3 separate regions of the Zea mays genome follow, and regions 1 and 2 are each linked to region 3. The links are chromatin contacts, called in public Hi-C maps. All regions are on one chromosome and are shown on one strand. The core of a region is the stretch at or near the end of the contact, and the rest is flanking DNA. Distances in the headings are between cores, read along the strand shown.

Evidence for each region. A called contact is a pair of places that touch in the nucleus more often than the background predicts.
Region 1: a contact with region 3 is called in a Hi-C map of leaf, with 7 times the contacts expected there. The contact joins the promoter of LOC103643997 here to the promoter of LOC100277758 in region 3. A contact is called at or near these places in 7 of 25 Hi-C or Micro-C datasets (bundle sheath, ear, leaf and 3 more) and 2 of 3 datasets of contacts at active chromatin or transcription factors (leaf and seedling).
Region 2: a Hi-C map of endosperm shows a contact between it and region 3, with 2.3 times the contacts expected there. The contact joins the promoter of LOC100282904 here to the promoter of LOC100277758 in region 3. A contact is called at or near these places in 9 of 25 Hi-C or Micro-C datasets (bundle sheath, ear, endosperm and 4 more).

What each region holds. Positions count from the first base shown.
Region 1 is chr1:282,284,249-282,286,955 of Zm-B73-REFERENCE-NAM-5.0, reverse strand. It overlaps LOC103643997 (protein LIFEGUARD 2), which reads right to left and starts at 1,428. Exons shown (of 2, transcript XM_008667181.4): 1 at 915-1,428; 2 at 54-806. The coding sequence starts at 1,188. The coding sequence ends at 328.
Region 2 is chr1:282,345,583-282,348,282 of Zm-B73-REFERENCE-NAM-5.0, reverse strand. LOC100282904 reads right to left here and starts at 1,339. Exons shown (of 4, transcript NM_001371887.1): 1 at 1,010-1,339; 2 at 595-776; 3 at 316-511. The coding sequence starts at 1,138. It overlaps LOC100273495 (ATP-dependent RNA helicase SUV3, mitochondrial), which reads left to right and starts at 1,482. Exons shown (of 17, transcript XM_008667183.4): 1 at 1,482-1,798; 2 at 2,525-2,642. The coding sequence starts at 1,732.
Region 3 is chr1:282,023,097-282,025,796 of Zm-B73-REFERENCE-NAM-5.0, reverse strand. LOC100277758 reads right to left here and starts at 1,401. Exons shown (of 7, transcript NM_001412145.1): 1 at 1,304-1,401; 2 at 398-720; 3 at 196-318; 4 at 1-103. The coding sequence starts at 643.

The sequences.
Region 1 (2,707 bases), core at 179-2,678, 260 kb before region 3:
AGAGGGGGGGGGGGGGTGGGGGGGGGGGGGGGGGGGGGGGGGAGAGCAAAAAGAAGAATTAAGATGACAAAAAATATATACACCAGTTAGAACCACCAAGTTTCGTTAAACAATCTCGGCAAGCAAAGCGACGGTCATGGCCAAAACAATTATTTCACTTTACGGGCTGATTGTGATCAGGGATCACCCTGGCTGCCTCCCTGGTCACCAAACCAGCTCTGCTCTACAGAGTAATATTCCAGCAGATATCAAGTGAGGTAGGGCAAGGCACATTCCAACACCCTCTGGCTGCGCCATAGGCAGCTGTCAGGTACCTCGTAGCCGTGCTCACGAATCCGCCGCCCGGAAGAGCGTGACGAGGGAGAGGAAGAGGTTGATGACGTCGAGGTAGAGCGCGACGGCGGCCCAGACGTACTCGTCGTAGGAGTAGCGCTTGATGAGGTTGTCGGTGTCGTAGATGATGTAGCCGCAGAAGACGAGCGCCGCCAGCCCCCCGTAGATCATGAGCGAGATGCGGCCGAGCGGGAAGAAGAGCTGGATGAGCGCGAACAACATGAGGATCATGACGGCGGCGAACAGGAACGGGCCCAGGAAGTTGAAGTCGTGGCCGCGCTTCGCCGCCCAGAAGGTGTACGCCGTGAGGCTCAGCACCACCACCGCCGTGAGGACCGCCGACTCGAGGATCACCTCGCCTTTGGTGAAGGCGCAGGTGAGGCCGACGGCGAAGCTGATGGCGACCGTGAAGAGGCCGAGCAGCAGCAGGTTCACCGGGTGGCGCTGGTAGTAGTAGTACAGGGGGCACAGCACTGCAGGACGTACGTGCGAACGCACGGGAGCAACGAGTCAGCTTCGTTCGTTTCCATCAATCAGAGCAAAGCCGAAACCGAAGCGAATCGAGCCAGAGTCGTGCGTACCTATGAACGGGAGGATGATGAGGAAGATGTAGAGCCCGAAGCCCGCGGCCGTGGAGACGAAGAAGAGCGCGACGGGGCGGACGTACACGACGACGGCGGCGACGGCGACGGTGAGCAGCATCTGGATGGAGAGGATGCTGTAGACCTTCCGGATGAAGGCCCAGCGCAGGCGCGGGTCCTCCAGCATCATCGGGTACAGCGGCCGCGCTGCCTGCCCCGTCTCCGCATCGCCGGCGTACCACTCCGGGCCCTTCGGCGGCGGACGGAAGTACATCCTTCTAATTCTCCTCTTCCTCCGCCTCCTCTGTTCCTCGGTCACCGCCCTCTGCCCGTGTATAGGAAACGCGGCTGGCACTCGGACCTCTCACGGTCACGGCTTCTTGTTCTTGGTCGCTGTCGTTGTGCTTGTGCGCTGGTGGTTGTTGCGCTGAACGGCTTGCCAGGCGGGGAGGTGTTTAAAGGAGGCGCGGAATAGAGGGGCCAACCCAATGCCGGAGAGCGCAGGATGGCGCGAGAGAGGGAGTGAAGGTTCGCGAGGATTCCGTCCCTTCGGCGGTGCGGGTGGTCCGACGTGGCGGGGACCGGAGGCTGACACGTGGGGCACTGGTGCGCGGACGGCATTCTAATCGCGTGTCTGTCTGTCTGTCTGGTGGACTCTGTCTGATTTCTTGAAGGGAGGAGAGTAGAGAACGGGGCCGGAACTCGGAAGTGATACCCCCATTGCTTTTATTTTTGCTTAGCAGGCCGGGGTATCTCCGCAAGCCCGCAACAGGCCAACAGCCAACAGGCAACTGGCATGCGTTTTCTTCTGTGGCTCGCCCGTGCTTTCTAGTTTGTCCAGCCTAATTTATCGGGGTCTCTCTTGGGAATAATAATGGGTATCTAAAATCTGACTACTCGGTTGGTTTTATTCGATATAAAAGCGGACACGGAATGTTTTTTTACTCGTGGATATTTTAATAAATAAGAACATCTACCCATTGATAGACGGATATGGGTTGGTACTACACATACCCGTCTACCTATATGTACAATATACTCGTATCAATACCATTATAACCATCTAATAGAATTCATCTTAGCTAAAATAAAACATTTCTCTAGCTATTATTTATCTAGCTAACAAGTTATGTAATCATATCATTTGTTATATGTAAAGTTAAACTTATTTTTTATGTTTATTTAATATTTTGAGTGATTGATATATTGGAATTTAAGACTTTTCTAATGGGTATGGTTTATCCAACAGGTAAAATTACCCGTGCGGGTACGGTATCGGGATCTATCTTGGCAAAGCAAAACATAAGCAACAGTAGATACGGTAATATCTGGGAACCGTTATCATCGTCAATGTGCCCGTGGCTCTTATACCGTGCTTCAGTTTATCCGTATAATCACCTAAAATACTGTTTTTTATAATAGAGTTTAGATATAGATATAAAAATGAATACATTATAGAGATAGTCGTAAATGGTTGTATAGTTTCATGTTAAGGAGTTTTCACCTTTTACTGGCTTCACATGCCAATTTTAATTTTTTCATACATGACTTCCGGGCTCCAGCAAACGTCAGGAAGGGACATGCAGCACCGACACCAACTCGGCACTGGGCTCTCTCTCTCTAACAGATGCGTAGAAACGTCCTCAAACCGCATATAGGGAGGGAGAGCACTGTATCAACCGCATATAAGGAGCTAGCTGAGCTCGGCGGTCGGCCTCCGCAGCGAGTGCGGTGAGCTGCTCTCTACGCCCAGCGAGCGTCTGCACGGCACGCGCACTGGAGAAGATGAGCAG
Region 2 (2,700 bases), core at 90-2,589, 320 kb before region 3:
AATTAGTTCAAAAACACAGGAAAAACGCAGGATTCAGGAAATTTTCCTTTGTTTCAAAAGAGCCCGTACTGTTGTTTGTATCATTATGGTATGATAAGCATCCATGTTTTGATGTATCTAAAATTCTCCATTGGTTATTAGAGTATAATTGCAATTATGAATTATGATAAAGGAATATACATTGGCAATAGGTAAAGTTAATTTGTCTACCAGGCTCAGTAGGCAAGCCACAAGCATAATGCTTGGAAAGTCCCTTATTTCAGATATCACATATTGCAAACCTGCATTTTTAGCAATAGAAGGAAAATAAGGTACCTCATTGAGCCTCTCGGCATCCTTCATCTTCTCTAGCATCCATCGATCAACCAGATTTTGGTTCTCATCCTCTGCAGCTTTTAGTTTCGTCAATGCTTGTTCAAGCTCGGATTTCACTGTCTGATGCTCTTGAATGAGAAGATCTAAGGCTTTTATTTTTTCGTCAAGCGACTGCTTTAGTTGTACATTCTCTTCGCTGAAGAAGTTTTGCACAAGTGCTAAGTACCATGTTGTCCACAACTGTGACCAAGATTAGCAAAAATAAATCACATTTAATACCTTGTCTTCTCAAGTTCAGCCTGCAAACTTGTAACCATCGCTTCCTTCTCTTTGAGCAGTGCTTTTGATACTTTACCTTCTTCTATCTCAGTCACAAGCTGCTCAGAGAGCCGGGATTGCGCCTTGTAGCATTGCTGCAGCTCTAACTCATGCTTCTCAGCCTTCTCCTTCCACTCCAAAGCCTACAAGGAGTTAACAAAACAACCTCTCCTTCACTAAACACCCAAATTACCGTCCAAAATTCTCGAAAAAAATTCGGGATATCCTGGCGATACAAACAGTTGAAATCAGTAGGCTAAGTAATATGATCAGTGACACACATTCGTTTGCAGACTTCAAAGTACGATCAAACAGGGGAGGAGTAAAGTGCAAGATTGGGAAAAGTAGGGAGAGGAGAATAAGAGATTGGCCTCACGTGGGCGGCGAAGGGACGGGTTAGCGCCTCGATGGCCGGGCTGTGCGCCCCTTCCTCGGCGAGATGCCTCCGTTTCAGCGACCGCAGGGCGCGCCGGATCGCCGCCCTACCAGCCTCGGCCTCGACCATCGTCCTGCACACACCCGGCAACAACAGCAAAGCGACCCCTCGTGTCAGGCAAACAGCAAAGAAGAAATAAACTGCGTTAGCTGCCGAGTTGAAGGATTCCAAACATTCTCCCGTGGATTTCGGCAGCAGCCGTGCGTCCGGTGGCTCCAGTTCTCGGCCAGGGCGCCTCGGTTCCGGTCTTCCTTGAAGACTAGACGAAACTAGAAGAAAGAGGAAGACGAGAGCGGAGGCGGCGTCCGGGCCTGCAAGTGGACTTGGACTCGTGCTAGATAGCGTGGGCCCGTACATGGGCCTTTGGCCCAAGCCCAAAACATGGCCCTTTGGGTCCGATGGTTCGTAAGGAATATTCCGGGCTTGGGGGCCACGCATAGTTTCTTCTCCGCTTCCTCCGCTGCCTCGCTTTCCGGCGAAAGTATCGGCCGCTGCGTCCTCCACACCTACCCCACAGGCGCATTGTTCGGCTGTTTCCGTCTCCCCGAACGGCCGAACCCTGTCGTTTGCCCGGGCGCCTCGCTGTCGTCGAGTCTGAACCGTGCTGCGTCGCGGAGGGAAGTGAGTGACATAGAGATAGGGGAAAAGGAAGATCAGATATAATGGCGGTTGCCGTCCTGTTGCGGCAGAGGGCGCTCTCGTCGCCCCACGCGGTCTCATGCCGAAATGGTTCGTACTGCCTTGAGCGGTTGGATCCTTGGGCGTTGCGTATGATAGCTGGTTGGTTTGTTTGTTCTTTTGGTTGGGGTCGGGTGCCATGTGTTCGGTAGAATGCCAAAACCAAGCGCGCCTACTGCAGACATTACCGAACAGTGGTGGTATAGTCTCTATTCGCAGGTTATCAGTAGCATAACTATGTTGTGTTTCATATCTGATTGCATAAATGAGCAGTTGGAAAAGGCGATACTTTTCCTGCTGGGTTGTGATTGTTGTTTTCTTTTCTCTTTTGATGAATATACCATAGCTCTGGAGAAATTTATAATACTAGGAACAAGAAATTGTGGTCCTAATTATGGTGTATGTATGACATGTATGGAATGGACAGCACAGTGTTGCATCATGGTTATGCTATTGTTTCGTACTTCTTTGTATTGTGCTTGATTTTTTTTTGATGGTAACAGGAGGGGGTGAGGGCTCCTCTACTGGATAGATTAAAGAGCAAAAATTTTATTTACAGACATTATGAAAAAGGATAAAGGAAAAGAGAGAAAGAAAGTAAAAATTACACGCCCAGCTATTTAACCACGCTGGCATGACATTCTGATGTGCTTAAATATTTGCTTTAGTACTTCACCTTGTTCCAGTGTCAAAGCATCTGGTGGTTCTATTCATTAGACATTGTTCTTACATATCTGAATTGTTTTTCTGTCTAACAAAGCTCCATGCTCTGTACAGCTGTATATACTAGTGGCCTTTTTTCCAATTCCGATCTACACTCAAAGGTGAATTCTACTAGTTTGAGATTTTGGAGGACCTACCATAATTCTGGGAAGTTTGATTTGACTGATCTGACGTAAGAATCAATATGTATCCTGTTGACCTGTGTAAAATTCAAGCCTTTTCCATGCATA
Region 3 (2,700 bases), core at 152-2,651:
CTTCAATCTCCAGACCAGAATCTTCAATATCCATAAGTTCCTTTCTAAGCCCCTCATCTGTACACCCTAGTGCGTAAGCGGTCACTCCAGCACTGACAAACTCCTGATTACATTCTCACACACAGTAATTCCTAATTAGCTAACACAAAAAACTTCTGGCAACAAGTATGGTGAAGATTCAACAAGAATCAATACATTTAGGTTTTCTCCACCTCCTCGGTCAATGACATTCTTGTACCGCTTGAACAAACTGATCGCTATGTTACGCGATGAGCGGAAGTCGTCGTCATCGGGCGAAGCATTAACATGGAACCGATGCTGCATACAGCAAAATGCTTTTTGAGAGTGGGAGAAAAAAACAGTGACCAAAATCGCAAAAATGGAGGGCAAGGAATACCAGGCAGTGCCTTGTAGTTCTCTCGTTTAAGCTTTTACACAGATGATGGCTGGTCCTAGTGAAGCTAACTTTGTAGCTGTGAACAATGTGCGGCTTCTGTACACGATAGCCTTCCGCTGAACTGCAGACCGCACTGCATCCCAATTTACCGTGGAAAGCAGAGGCACTCTTCTCGGAGAGTTTTGGGTCCCGGCAAGAACTCGTCGGCCTCACGAAAGGAAGAGTTTCGTGTAGCATCAGCAGCATGGCTGAGCGTTCATCAGACGTCAAGCTACCTGCACATTCGCCTGAAAACAGGAGAGGGCTCTAGAAGGCAGTTCGACCTGCGAACAGAGCATGGTCTAATTATTCGCGAAGAAGAACTAGGAGCGCCGCAGATCTTGCATGCTTAAATTATGCTCGGTTACAACAAGCATTCTGCTGATCTCCCGGGTTTGGTGGCAACATATGAGGGATGCGTCCGAAGATTAAAACCGAGCGAAATGAGTACTCTTTCTCACGCATCGTGTCATAAGGTAGAAGTATGAGCAATGGCAACCCTTGCTGAATGAACCGACCAACACATTCCCCCCCAGAATACCTGATGTCAGTTAACACTCGTTTGACTACCGGCGTGAGACTAAAAATCTGCGCGTTTATATCTCGTAAAGTAAATACGGAAGTCATGGTCCATGGGAAGAAGAAGAAGACGACGAATCAGTATCGAAGAAAAGAAAAGAAAACTAAACTGTATTCCCCTTTCGAAAAAGTTCGCCAAAGAAATAAAACTGAAGATCCCCTGGCTCATGAATACTAGCCCGAACAAGCAGCCTGCGTACGGGAACCATATGTCCAGATCGCATCACCAGATACTGAGCTGAAACAATCCGAACGCGAGCAACGAACTGCGACGAGAGCAGGCCTCACCTCCCGGGGGGGGGGGGGGGGGGGAGGGGGCAGGCGGGCAGCGGCCGGAAGATGGCGCCTGGCGGTGTCTCCAAGAAGGTGGGAGTGGGACGGCAGTGGGACTGCAGCGGGACGGGAAAGGTGGGGACGTGGGAATATATAGATACATGGAGGGGTTAAGTGGCTAAAAAATTGGGCGAGCGAAGATGAAATTCGAGGCCCACAATAATGAAAAAACGACTGGCGAGGCGCGCGGAGGAAAGCGCGAGCGCGAGGATGGGAGCCCTCGGCCTGTCGCTGTAGCTGTCGCTGAGCCTCCCGAGATGGGCCTGTTTGGCTGCTCCTGGCCCGTGGAGGGAATCCGTCTGGGCTCTTCCTCCCTTCCCTTGTTCCTTCTGGGCATTCTGTTCTGACTGCACACTGCAACGGCACTAAAATCCCATCTTATCTTATACACGCAGCGCGGCAGCGCGCACACACATTTCTTTCGTTGTCAAGGCATTAATAATCGCGTCTGCGAAAGATAAGGCCGTGGAATGATCACTCCATTTTCTTTGGAACAAGGCGTGTCTATAGCGGGGGAAAAATCATGGATATGAAAATGCCAGCAACCGCAGGAATACTGGTATATTTATATAGCTGATTATTATTAACCGAGCATCTGGATGAGAGGCCCTGAAGAGTTTCAGTTGCTACTTTGCAACAGCAACGCTCCAACGAACAGAGCAAAAGATCTATAGAATGCTTAATGTGTCAGCGAGGGGGGGGGGGGGGGGGGGGGTGTTCACCGGTTCACCCTCACCTAATGATCACATGCGTCCTATCGGTGTGCTATCGAGTATCAACACAACAAACAAGGTCCCGATCGTGCGATGTCGTTGCTCGAGAAGAATTCTTTGGCATATCACACCCGTGCATGCCCATATCCACACCCATACGTTGCTTATCCGCATGTTTATCCCACCCGTTCTTGCTCATGCCCAACTCCCCATAATTAATTGAGTACCCAGTTTACTTTGTCAAGGTAGTAGTAGTACAGTTAGATCTCCGATCCAGCTAATGGACGGCGCAGCAACTGAATGCTCGCGGTGGAGCTATAGTTGATAACATATTTTTTAAATAGTTTACAAAATGCTTTTGATCTAAATAATAAATAAAATGATTTATTTAAATGGTCTTCTAAAGGTTCACAACAATAGCTCTAAATATTAATATATTTTTTGTATATATTTAGACAAAGTTTAAAGGTTTGACTAATCGAGAAGTAAGAACGACATAACAGAGAAAGTATAACGATGATAACTGAGCCAAATATAACAAAATCTGCAAAAAGGTTTAATTTATAATCCCTTCGTTCTTTTTTTCTTTATTTTAAAAATGAGCTAACAGACGACATACACTCTACACTAGTAAATATA